2 separate regions of the Zea mays genome follow, and region 1 is linked to region 2. A link is a contact called in public Hi-C data. All regions are on one chromosome and are shown on one strand. The core of a region is the stretch at or near the end of the contact, and the rest is flanking DNA. Distances in the headings are between cores, read along the strand shown.

The links. Hi-C and Micro-C count contacts between places; a contact is called where the count stands out from the background.
Region 1: a Hi-C map of ear shows a contact between it and region 2, with 4 times the contacts expected there. The contact joins the promoter of LOC103647499 here to the promoter of LOC100272439 in region 2. A contact is called at or near these places in 7 of 25 Hi-C or Micro-C datasets (bundle sheath, ear, endosperm and 3 more).

What each region holds. Positions count from the first base shown.
Region 1 is chr2:192,453,579-192,460,294 of Zm-B73-REFERENCE-NAM-5.0, reverse strand. LOC103647499 (AT-hook motif nuclear-localized protein 17) reads left to right here and starts at 5,023. Exons shown (of 1, transcript XM_008672032.4): 1 at 5,023-6,669. The coding sequence starts at 5,371. The coding sequence ends at 6,405.
Region 2 is chr2:192,297,512-192,304,280 of Zm-B73-REFERENCE-NAM-5.0, reverse strand. LOC100272439 (carbonic anhydrase) reads left to right here and starts at 4,986. Exons shown (of 9, transcript NM_001359716.1): 1 at 4,986-5,291; 2 at 5,390-5,442; 3 at 6,230-6,391; 4 at 6,479-6,527; 5 at 6,619-6,732. The coding sequence starts at 5,196.

The sequences.
Region 1 (6,716 bases), core at 3,774-6,273, 160 kb before region 2:
AAATGCCCGATGACTTCCTCGGGGGTCATTTTAGTATATCTAGGATTGCCACGAATCAATTGAACTTGAGTGGGATTAAGAAAAATAAGAGATCTTAAAATAACATTTACCACTTCGTGGTCGTCTCACTTCTTGCTCCCGAGGTTGCGCACTTGGTTTACCAAAGTCTTGAGCCGGTTGTACATGTGTTGTGGCTCCTCCCCTTTGTGAAGCCGGAACCGACCGAGCTCCCCCTCGATCGTTTCCCGCTTGGTGATCTTGGTGAGCTCATCTCCCTCGTGCGCGGTTTTGAGTACATCCCAAACCTCCTTGGCGTTCTTCAACCCTTGTACTTTGTTATATTCCTCTTTACTTAGTGAGGCGAGGAGAATTGTTGTGGCTTGTGAGTTGAAGTGCTCGATTTGGGCTACCTCATCCTCATCATAGTTTTCATCCCCTACGGATGGTACCTGCGCACCAAACTCAACAACATCCCATATGCTTTTGTGGAGCGAGATTAGATGAAATCGCATTAAATCGCTCCACCTAGCGTAATCTTCACCATCAAAAGTTGGTGGTTTGCCTAGTGGGACGGAAAGTAAAGGTGTATGTTTGGAAATGCGAGGGTAGCGTAGGGGAATCTTACTATACTTCTTGCGCTCTTGGCGCTTAGAAGTGACGGAGGGCGCATCGGAGTCGGAGGTCGATGTTGATGAAGTGTCGGTCTCGTAGTAGACCACCTTCCTCATCCTCTTGTGCTTGTCGCCTTTCCGATGCGGCTTGTGGGAAGAAGATTTTTCCTTCTTCTCTTTGTGGTGAGAAGAAGATTTCTTCTCCTTCCCTTTGTTGGAGGAGCTCTTCTTCTTCTCCCTCCTTTTGGTGCGGGACTCTTCCGATGAAGTGCTCCCGTGGCTTGTAGTGGGCTTTTCGCCGGTCTCCATCTCCTTCTTGGCGTGATCTCCCGACATCACTTCGAGCGGTTAGGCTCTAATGAAGCACCGGGCTCTGATACCAATTGATAGTCGCCTAGAGGGGGGGTGAATAGGGCGAAACTGAAATTTACAAATATAAACACAACTACAAGCCGGGTTAGCGTTAGAAATATAAACGAGTCCACGAGAGAGGGCGCAAAACAAATCCCAAGCGAATAAGCAAGTGAGACACGGAGAATTGTTTTACCGAGGTTCGGTTCTTGCAAACCTACTCCCCATTGAGGAGGCCACAAAGGCCGGGTCTCTTTCAACCCTTCCCTCTCTCAAACGGTCCCACGGACCGAGTGAGCTTCTCTTCTCTAATCAAAGCCGGGAACAAAACTTCCCCGCAAGGGCCACCACACAATTGGTGCCTCTTGCCTTGATTACAATGGAGTTGTGATCTCAAGAACAAGTGAGAAAGAAAAGAAGCAATCCAAGCGCAAGAGCTCAAATGAACACGGCAAATCACTCTCACTAGTCACTAGGGCTTTGTGTGGAATTGGAGAGGATTTGATCTCTTTAGTGTGTCTAGAATTGAATGCTAGAGCTCTTGTAGTAGTTGAGAAGTGGAAAACTTGGATGCAATGAATGGTGGGGTGGTTGGGGTATTTATAGCCCCAACCACCAAACTTGACCGTTGGCTGGAGGCTTCTGCTCGATGGCGCACCGGACAGTCCGGTGCCCCTGCCACGTCATCACTGCCGTTAGATTCTAGCCGTTGGAGCTTCTGACTTGTGGGCCCGCCTGGGTGTCCGGTGCACACCGGACATGTACTGTTTGATGTCCGGTGCACCGGCATGGGCAAGTCTGACGTCTGCGCGCGCTGCGCGCGCATTAAATGCACCGCAGGGAGCCGTTGGCGCCGCAGGGAGCCGTTGCTCCGCTGGTACACCGGACAGTCCGGTGCACACCGGACAGTCCGGTGAATTATAGCGGAGCGGCCGCCGCGCGAACCCGAGGCTGGCGAGTTCAGGAGGCCGAGCTTCCTTGGAGCACCGGACATGTCCGGTGCACACCGGACAGTCCGGTGAATTATAGCGCGCCGGCTTCCGAGAAATCCCGAGAGTGGAGAGTTTGAGTCTGAGTCCCCTGGTGCACCGGACAGGTACTGTTCACTGTCCGGTGGCACACCGGACAGTCCGGTGCGCCAGACCAGGGGTGCCCTCGGTTGCCCCTTTGCTCCTTTATTGAATCCAAAACTTGGTCTTTTTATTGGCTGAGTGTGAACCTTTTTCACCTGTATAATCTATACACTTGGGCAAACTAGTTAGTCCAAAGATTTGTGTTGGGCAATTCAACCACCAAAATTATTTAGGAACTAGGTGTAAGCCTAATTCCCTTTCAGCTTACAACTAGGTAGGGACCGATCTACGTTCGGGGCTACTCGGGCCTAATAAACACAGCGAATATAGGTCCACGAAAAATAGATTAGCACATCCCAACACGCCATCGCTTGCTCCTCAGGCTGCCTCTAGCAGCACGCGCTAAAGGAGCCAGTACCATATATTTAATGTTTCTTGTTGTCTGTAAGCCCTCCAATAAAGTTCGCTACCGTGTTCTCTAAAATAGCGGTCGTCTCTGGCAGCCGCTAGATGTAGAGGTGTACTGTGCGTTCGGTAAATGCACGTGATGCTCCTTTTGGCTGATACTAGGTCACATCGTGTCCTTTTTATATATTTTGGTTATTGTCGTACTAAATGTGACCAATGGAAAAAGGTAAACTGTTAACACTATAGCTTTAGAGGACCGAATTTAGAGAACCTTACTGGAAATTGAGAAGATATAAAGAATACAATCTTTTAGAGTGTACTGTAAAAGATAAAAAATATTACTTTAGGAAATAGAATTTAGAAGACGTTGCTATAGGCTCAGCCTCTCCCGGCCTCCACAGTCCAGCCGTCGCTCGGCCCCTCGCGACACGGTGACAGGGCTCTGGTGCAGCGGTGCGACTCTCCATCGCGGGACGTGGCACGGTAGCACGCGCTCGGTGCTCCGGCCTCCGTAGACCGTAGTCCACTCCGGACCCGCTTGGTCGCCCACAGCAGCTCGCCAGCTCCTGCTTTTGCTCTGCTGAACCTGAACCGCGTGACGGTGTGAAGGTGAAGAGTGAATAAACCGTGTGCTACTGGTGCCTACTGTGCGTGCTAGTGCTAGGTATTGGTATTGTGCCAGTTTGATTTGATTATTTCTTTGATAACTTAACAGTCCCATGTTTAGTAGGTTATTTGATAAAATTAATTTGTGTGCCTTCTCTGCTATGGACATCATCAATACAGAAAGAAGAAACAAAATAGATGAATAACAACATTCTATGCTATAGTGAGGGGGATATGTTTGCACATGTTAAAGATTAAATTTTTTTTTGAAGTATTTTCAAGGCTTAATAACTTGGAAGAGAGATTTACCTCGCAACAACATCAACTCATAAACGATATGTATTGATTATGTATTTCTAGAATTTGTAACGACTTGTTTTGGTCTACATATCTCTTGAATGTTTAAATTATATCTTGCTATTTGTATCATATTAAACTAGAATCTTTTTGTTTGGTTTAAATTTTTTATAGTCCTAGTTTAGCCTCTCCCTTGATCAATCGCGGATCCAACACTGATTATACTTGTTATTATTATATAAGTGTATAACAAATACTAGGAGGCATATCATAGTAAATCTTCTTTGACTCTAAATCTCTATTTCCCAAACAAAGCTAGGGTGCTAAGCTCCACAAATACCGACTAAGTCAAGACAATGCTTGAACTTGGTTTCAGATAATGGTTTTGTGAGTATGTCTACGTGATTTTCATATGTACGAACATGCTCCGCAATAACGTTGCCTTTAGAAATAACATCACGATGGAATGGTTCTTGATATCAATGTGCTTCGTCTTAAACTAAAACATGTCGTTCTTGATCAAACAAATAGCAAGCTATCACAGTAAGCCTTGATAACTTCCTGTTCGAAAACAAGACCTCACATCCAAATAGATTCTTCAACTTGCAACATATTCTCCTTCAGTAGTAGAGAGAGAGAGCAACAACAGAAGATTAAAGGGAAGCTTTGGCATTGAAACCAACGGTAAAATCACAGCCTTTTTTGCGGTTTACTTCACCGATGCTTGTTTTTACAGCTCTTATTTGTATTCCAAAAAAATAAAGAGACTGCATCAGATAAGGTTATCTCTGGTCAAACGACAACGGTATTTATCTTGGATTTTTGTCAGCAGCAGCACGGTCATACTATTATTATCTCGTGGTCCCCCGTCACGGGCGCATCTCAGAGGCACATGTCAAAATGTTGCACCGCTAGCAGCAGCAACGACCACCAGTACGCTTGGTTGATGTAGTACGGCTCTGCACCGTACCGTGCCAGACATGTAAGTACCAGACCTGAAGACCCGTGCATTAACGTAACACGCAGGGCTAGAGCCATCGACCACGTGGTGGTAGAGCCGGAGTATCATGCGGTTGGCTCCAATTGGGAATGCATTGAGTTAGAAAGCTTTATTTTAATTGGCCATCCTAGTATACCAACTATTATTAAAATTGGGATGCATTGAGCCAGAATAAATATCTATTACTGTATTTATGATGTGTTTGATTTAAGGTCAAATTAGGATGAGGTGTGACATCTTTTTCTCGATTTTTTGATCATGCCGTCACTAAAAATTGCTCTGTCACTTTGTCTCCGTGTAACTCTTCAAACACTATAAAAAAATATAACCACTCATTCAATCTTTCCTGGTACGTCTAACAAATAATATGTTAATCCTGGCTTGTCGGTTGAAGTTGACGACCGATGGCCACATATACGGTCAAACTCCGCCGGCAGAGGCGACCTAGCAGACGAGCACCGAGGTGCATATATATCGGGTAAACCGCCTAGTGTATTCGAGTTCATGATACCCATGGCCATATCTAGGTGCAACATGCAGCCATCCTCTTCCCAAAACCACCATTCCACCAAGACGTTCTGGCGAGCCACTGCCCGCTAGGCGCTGGCCTGGCTAGTCTGGTCAGCCGTTCAGGCAAAAAGAGGGCAACCATGAAAAGACAAGAGGATAAAAGGATCACCTCGCTGCCTGTCGCTCCCACTAGCAGCAGCAGGCACCGCCTACCCTCCCTCGACCTCGAGGCTTCACGCTTCAGGGATCAGGCCCATCCTCCTGTTTCTGTTCCTGCTACTGTGCTCTTCTCATCTTTCTCTCACATCGCTTTCTTATCGGACCCCTCCCTTACGAAGTCCAGACTCCAGAGACCTCTCTCGTCGTCGCCGAAGCATCACTCGCAGCTGCCCTCGCCACTTGCCGCCGCCCGTGCTCTACATCTCTCTCTAGCTAGCTGTCGCAGCCACATCTTTCCGGCTTGTACCACTCGATTTGCTAAGTGTTGTCTCTCTTTCTCGCGACCAAGCTCCTCATGTCGCTTGGCAAAAGAGACATGAGTCAGGAGCGCCTGTACCAAGATCGCAAGGACGTGCCGCCCATCCACTTCACCACGCCGCCGCCGCCGCCATCCCACCACCACCCCCAGCAGCACGGTAGACACGGTGAGCAGCAGCAGCAGCTGGAGTGCTTCTCCGATGAGGTGGACAGCCGCGGGAGCGCCGAGCGGAAGGAGCCCGCCAGTGGTGGGGCACCGGTGGTGCCGGGTGGCGGCGACGACGGGGCGAGCATCGAGTTGTCCAAGAAGCGGAGGGGCCGGCCCCCGGGGTCCAAGAACAAGCCGAAGCCGCCCGTGGTGGTCACGCGGGAGGCGGAGCCGGCCGCCGCGATGCGCCCCCACGTGATCGAGATCCCCTGCGGCTGCGACGTGGCCGACGCGCTCGCTCGCTTCGCGGCACGGCGGAACCTCGGGATCTGCGTGCTCGCGGGGACGGGCGCCGTCGCCAACGTGTCGCTCCGCCACCCGTCGCCCGGCGGGCCCGCCGTCATGTTCCACGGGCAGTACGAGGTCCTGTCCATCTCCGCCACGTTCCTGCCCCCCGCCATGTCCGCCGTGGCGCCGCAGGCCGCCGCCGCCGCCGCGTGCCTCTCCATCTCGCTGGCGGGGCCGCACGGGCAGATCGTCGGCGGCGCCGTGGCCGGCCCGCTGTACGCCGCGTCCACCGTCGTCCTCGTCGCGGCCGCCTTCACTAACCCCACCTTCCACCGCCTCCCAGCGGACGACGACGCGTCCGTGTCCGTGTCCGTCTCCGTCTCGCTCTCCGCCGGCAGCGGCGATCCAGCAGACGAGCACCGAGGCGGCCACCAAGACCGCAGGGAGCAGCCGCCGCAAGAGCATCGTCCTCTCGCCGTACGGCGCCAGCCCGCGCCGCACCCTGCCTCGGCAGCGCAGACCGTGGAGCCGTGCGGACCACCGGATGTGCCCATCTACGCCGCTTGCCACCCGCAGCCGCATGACGTGATGTGGCCGCCGCCACCTCGCGCGCCGCAAATGCCGCCGCCGTACTGATCGCGTACTCGGTGATCAATCGTCGATTCGTCGGTGGTACGTGTCTACTACTGCACTCGCTCTACATGTGAGCAGGTTAGTGACGTGACGCGGTGCGCGCTCCCGCGCTCCATCTACATTGACCTTAGCTGCTGGCCAGCTCCTAGCTAGCTAGGGTTTAACTCTCCCTTTTCGCGTTGATCTGCATTACAAGAAGATCGCACGCTGCTGCTATTGTTTCTTTCAAACTAATTGGAACAAGCAGTGCATGAGTTCTTGTGATCTTTTTCGGTGATTGAAATTTAACCGGATCTGGGACGGTGGAAATTCTC
Region 2 (6,769 bases), core at 3,737-6,236:
TACGCGTGCATGCGAGAAAGGTTTTCACCTCTTCATATCTTCTTTCGATAAGGAAGATTTTCATTGCATTTAAAAGTCTGATATAAATCATCTCACAGCCTCTACAACAATAAGATGCACACAACCTAGAAAAGAAAGAAAAAAAAGAAAAGAAAAAAGAACATGGCAAACACATTCTCAATGGCTCTCAATACGTTTTAGATTCTCTTGATAATAGGTAGACTCACTGGTCACTGCCGAATGAGTTAGCTGAGCCACGAGAATTACTAGAAACGTCAAACGTGTTAGCTTTTTTATGCCTTGCAAGAACAAACGACAATTACGTACCTGGTTTCGCGCGATTCTAATGCTTAATTATTACCTCCTCCCCTCCTATGTATAGAAACCGTAATTCTTTTAGTTAATTATTTTTAAGTGATACAATACAAGTCAAAATAAATCGTATTTGAGCTGTCCTACGCCCAAAAAAAAGCTCTGAATTTCTTTGAACAATATTTCCATTTACATGATTTTAATGAATGAACTGCATGCACATGTTAGGTGACTGGTTGCACATGGAATATATTATTAATCATCATAGGGTCAGAGAAAGTTACAAACTATTAAATGCCACAACTAATCATAGAACACAATTGCGTCGATCCACTATTATTAGAGACTTCAATATGTGTATATACCATTTCTTCTCAATATCATGGAATCATAAGGGGGTTGCAATCATATTTGTCTCATCTCTTCAAGCAAATATTACTTTATCATTTGACTTAAAACCATTCCACAACACATGAGTTGAAATCATGGCTTCAAGTCACTTCCACTAGCGATTTGATCCTCAACACAATATAACTCCTCATAGCTTGATTACTATTTTGACTCAATGCAAGTACTCTCTTTTCACCTTAATTAGCTATGGTACCTCGGTCCTCAAGTCTTCGCTTGACCTTCATCCTCGCTTAGTCACTCGAACCCCTTTCCTTGCTATCATCACCATATCAAGCCATCCTCAAGTCTCATCGTATTAAGCATCCATTGAACAACTATTTTTTCAATATTGTGAACCTTGCTCGAATGTCTTCTAGGTATAAATGTTGAGACCAATAATCAAGCTTCTGTTTGATCCACATAGAGACATATATGACCCAACATCAATATGGTCAAACCAATTCAGGATTTCTTATATCCTCCTCCTTTTGGCCTGACACTTCCTAACGTTACTTTAATCTCTATCTTCATATTTGTAGCTTGATCGTATCAATGTATAGTGATTTTCCAAATCTTTACCTATATAAGCAAACAATGTAGAGACCATCTTATATCTACCGTACATTGTCTCCTTTGCCATTTTACCTTTTCTTAACATTTCGTCGCTTATGCATTATTGATTCATTCTTTAATACATAATGATATGATATAACAAATAAAATCCATTTCGTCGATTTGCTTTTCATCGTCGTCTTTCTTGAACTATATTGTTTCTAATCAATCGATCCACCGCAATCTCCTCAAAGCGTAGCCACAGCATCAAACTACCCATTCCTTGGATGTATGGCTTGAGAAGCACTGTTAATTCTTGGATCACCATCTGCCGGTCGTTATGCTGGGCCAGAAACGTCCACAGTTGACAGTCCACACCGCAGCTAAACCCAGTGGTAACCCCGGACGTACAGCTTCCTCCTATTGGACCAGGCCTACTCAATACCCGTAACAGTTAGCCCAACAGTTCAGTTTCGCGGTAGGCCCATCACGAGACCGAGCTGCTGCCTCAGCCGGCAATGGGTACCCGAAACCCGAAACCCGATGGGTTTTTACCCCATTAGGGTACGGGTTTGAGTCAATTTTCATACCCATGGGTTTGTTAATGGGCATAAATCTATACCCGGCGGGTTTATGAGTACGAGTTTGTTCCTATAGTACCCAAACCCGTGAACCCGTGAGTTTTTTAAACCCGACCAAACCTAGTGCATATTATCATTTTATTTTATAAACGAACAACAAACTTGTTATTCCTTATTTACTTCATAATTTTTATCAATTGGTGAATGTATTAGTAGTCGGTGAGAGTGTTGCTTGCTTGCTATTATAGTTTTTACTAGCGTTATATATATGGTGGATGGATAACTTAGTGCAAGGTCACTTAATTATACAACTTATTATTTGTATTTCATTCTCTCTACTAATAAATTTTATACCAAATCATGAACTCGTTGTTCATTACATAAATTTTGGATCATGATATTATTAATCATTATGATACTTATTGATTATGAGAAGAACAAGTATATTGGAGATGAAACCCGCGGATAACTCATGGGTACCCGCAAACCCGATGGGTACGGGTTTGGGCAAAATCTCAAACCCGTCATGGGTATGGGTTTTTTAATGGGCATAGATATTTTTCACGGGTACGGGTTTAGGACGGCAAAACCCAGCGGGTTTGTACCCGTTGCCATCTCTACTCAGCCCGGAGTAGCACACTACCACAGTACCACGGTCCACGGCTGGATCTACTAGACCTTCCGGTGGACCCGTGTGGCTGCCGGCTCCTCCCATCCCAAGTTCTGGGGCGCGCGACCAGTAAAACCAGGCCAGTTCATCTGCCCTAGCAGCTTCTTCCCGTGGTCCGCAGTCCGCACAACGGAATGGATGCCCGTCCTCTCGAAGTCACCTCACGTGTCCAGATCCCCAGCCGCTGCACCATAGCCATTTGTAGACTCTGGTATAGCGTTATGGGTCCAGAATCAAGTGGACGCCAACTACCAACTAGGCTTCGAGCAAAATACCCGTTCTCCATTATATTATCCGTATCTAAATTATTTCAACCCGTACTCGAAATACACACGCTTGTGATAAACAATCTTTAGTTTTGTTCGTTTGAGCATGCAATATGTTTTTGTGTAAATTGCTGTCAAATTCTATGCAAGTTGCCGATAAAGTTATGTACTATATATCATTGCTGAATTTATGTGCAAATTTTATGTTTTGCCGGAGTTGTCTGAATGGAATTGTCCGAATGGAAGTATTTAGTGCACATGAACTAACAAAGTTCACAAAAAAATCCAAAAAAAACCCTTACATATTCTTCTCATCCTACTTCTATTATATACAAAAATTCAAGGTCAAATTCATTATATTTTAGCTATAATAAAGAATAGAACATTTAGCCAATTTTCTAATTTAAACCCATCAGAAATCTTATTTTTTATTACAGCTAAAGTATAATAAATTTGAACTTAAAATTTTATATATAATTAAAGTAAGATAGAAAGAATATTTGTGATTTTTAAACTTTTTTTGTGAACTTTGTTATTTCAGGTGCGTACCAAATGCACATGTGCACCGATATGTTCCCAAATTTGATAATGTTTTCAAGCTAAACATCGAGTAGCGGTTTTTATTACTGATCTACCCGATCTAAAATACTGGGGTACCCGAATGTCCACATTTGTTTTTTTGTGATGTTTTGTGTTTGAACCTCTATATATTTGTGTTATTATATTACTGTTTGTTCCCTTATAAATTTATAACTAATACAGTGTTTGTGTAATTACTTTGTAACATGTGTATTTAATGTTATATTAGCTTCTTTTGGAAAAAAAAAAGTTCCATTAGTTCGGTCATAACGGGAACGAAACTAAAATAGTTAAGGTAGTGTTTGGATGGAGGGACGAGGAAGGATGAAGAGGGATGGGATGAGATCATTCTAACTTGACCCGCGTTTGGTTTGGAGGTCCAGAGTCAGGGTCAAGGAATATTCTTCAAAAATGGTGGATGAGGTCATCCCTCAAAAAATAAGGGACGGGATCAGCCCAAGGTTGATCCCGTCCCATCCCTCGTTGACACCAAACCAAACACTACCTAAATGTTCAGTTATCTTACTATATTTTATATTTTAAGAGCCAAATTTCTTTAATCAAATTAAAGCGCGCATGCGGACACGAGGGTGCCGCGACGCGACGCGGACGTCTTTCTGCTCAATTTTGTGGCCCTGTTTCCGGTGCTCACTTCCGTGCCGGTGACGGGTTCGAAGTGTCGTGCGCAGTCGGCGAAGAGGATAGGCCTGCCACTCATTGTCCGTGTCATATCTGGAGGTGGAGCAGTTGTCTTCTCTCTCTCTCTTCTATAGAGCCAATCGCAAAGCGCGGTGCTGTCATGGAGGTTGGGAGAGGAGCACGTGGCCGTCCAGAATCCAGTGATCCACCACAACCGCCCGTCCATTCTCCAGGCCATGCCGCGCACGGCACTGCTCCGCCTCGCCGCTGCTTCGACGACGCGCGCGTCCTCGGCTTCCGCGGCGGCGCGGCGACTGTGCCCGTCCTCAGAGTCAGACGACGGCGGCGAGCGGCACGCGGCCGCCCGGAAGGATGAGCTCCTCCCGCCGCCCCGCACGCCGCGCCCCGACGAGCGGCGGCTGTCTCGGCGTGGAGAGCATCGGTGAGCATGGAGCCATGGATAGATATAGTAGTAAAAGCGTGCATTCGAGCACTTCTCTGCTCGCGCGAATACCTCGTGTGTGTGTGTTTCTTGTTTTTCCTGTCCCCGCTGCGGTCATCTTCGTTTCCGTCGATCACGCTCATTATTCAATGGCGGGTCTGCATTCTTTTTCTATTTTTTTCCTCAAAAACTACCAGCAGGACGTCTGGAGTATTCTTCTTCTAATCATGATACGTCGTCGTGCGTCGTAAAACGACACATGCGTATGGATTGGACACAGGCAACTCCAATCACTCTACCGTATCCGTATGGACGTTTGTAGACCATTCATTGATCATTGCGGGCCTAATAAATACGGTCCTGCCTGCCAGGTGTCCCACCCACTGCAACCGCTCCAACAAGTAGGGAATTGAACGGTGAGGGTCGCTCCACCGCACATCCAATCCGACGGCACGACTCTCGCGCGGGTCGGTCGCCCCGGCCCACACCCACACTGGAGCGTCAATGAAATTTCAGCCCCAAACAGTCCAATCACGGTAACTAATCACTTTGCACGAAAACAGATTAAAACAATAAAACCACCGCCACCGCCACCTCGACCTCGACTCCTCCGCCCCATCGCCGTCGTCCCCGTCTCCTCCGCCTTGCTGTCTGTCCGCTGCTCACCTCCCCTAAAAGGAGGCACCCCCGGCCATTGCCGCACCAAGCTCCCCTTCCTCGAATGCCCCAGGCCCGGACACCACGACGCCCTGCCCCGTGCTCACATGGCTAGCGGCGTCCTCCACCGCTCCGCCTCCCGATGTCTCCGCCCTGCCGCCGCGCCAACCCCCGACTCCGGCAGGGGCCACGGCGCGGTTATGGTGAGCTTCTATCCGCGCTCGCTTTCGCCGTCTCTTGGGGTTTCCGACTCGCTGGGACTCCCTCTTTGCTTATCTCTGGGTTTTCTCGGGTGCCGCAGATCGGTGATTCGGGGACGCGCGGTGTTGCTCTGCGGCTGGGAGGATCTAGCCGGTGAGTCGAGTCGATCTCCTCTGTAATTTCTGCAGCTTCTAAGTTTGGATCAGCGATCAGGTCGCGCAACTGTCTGTCTTCACGATTCCCTTGCTTCCATCGTGTCCGGCGCAACCTCCCCTGGTTCCTTGAGTATCTAAACTACTTATCTAGCTTCTCCGTGCAATAACTCCAATTGCCTCCTCGGTGGCTTACTATGTACCTTAGCTTGGTGAATTCTGCAGCGCAAGAAATGAGATCCAAATTGAGATTTGAGAATTTGTATTTCTGGGGGCCGTTTAGCTTAGTCAACTACTTGGTTCAACAGTTTAGATCAACGTTCCACTTTCTTGCGATTTGAATTTGCAGTAGCCTGTAGTACACTGTTGTCGGATGGAAACACTAATGGTAGATGGATATATTTGTTTTCCTCTGTGTGGATTGACATATTGTAAGTGCTTTAATGTACTCACGAACGGTTCCAATTTAAGCCTATCCTAAAACATCGCTTTCAGATAACTCTATATTTATTATTATCAGCTAATTAGTGGTTTTCAGATAAGTTTTTTTTTTTGGGGGGGGGGGGGGGGGGGTCGCATCCAATTTACACCAATTATCTGTAGACCTATATAGTGTTGTGATCTCCGGACATTACATAAACTCACATGAATTTTGCCAGCCAGGATTTTGCATTTTCTTGTACCACAAAAACATCGTTGTGATCCTTCAGAGATCACCCTGGCCTCCAATCCACCCAGTTCTTAATATGTTTGGGCAGAAAATTATTTAATAAGATCGTCTTCTGCAGGAGAGAGTTATTATCTGTCACAATGGCCTCCAGAGACCACACTGGCTTGACCCGACAACTTTTGGATTTTCAACATGATACAATAGATGAGGTAGGTGCAGAACACGGTCCATTCATGGATTTGAAAGCGAGATTCATGGACTTCAAACAGAGAAACTATGTGTAAGTGGATCATGAAGTACAACACATATCATTCACCTTAACGTTTCACAGTTTTTTTGACATTGCTGTATCTGGAACTATGGACAGGGAGAATTTTTCAAATTACCAAAATCTTGCTGAACAGCAAACACCAAAGGTACACGATAATGACTTTGATACAAAATAATTTTAATATTGGCATTATGAGCCTTACGGGATTACTTTTGGTTTTCTGTTCTTGTGTGCAGTTCATGGTGATTGCTTGTGCTGACTCCAGAGTCTGCCCTACCGCTGTTTTGGGGTTTCAGCCTGGCGAAGCATTTACGGTTCGTAATGTGGCGAATTTGGTACCACCATATGAGGTATTACAATTTTTTTGCATCTTTAGGCTGTGATTGA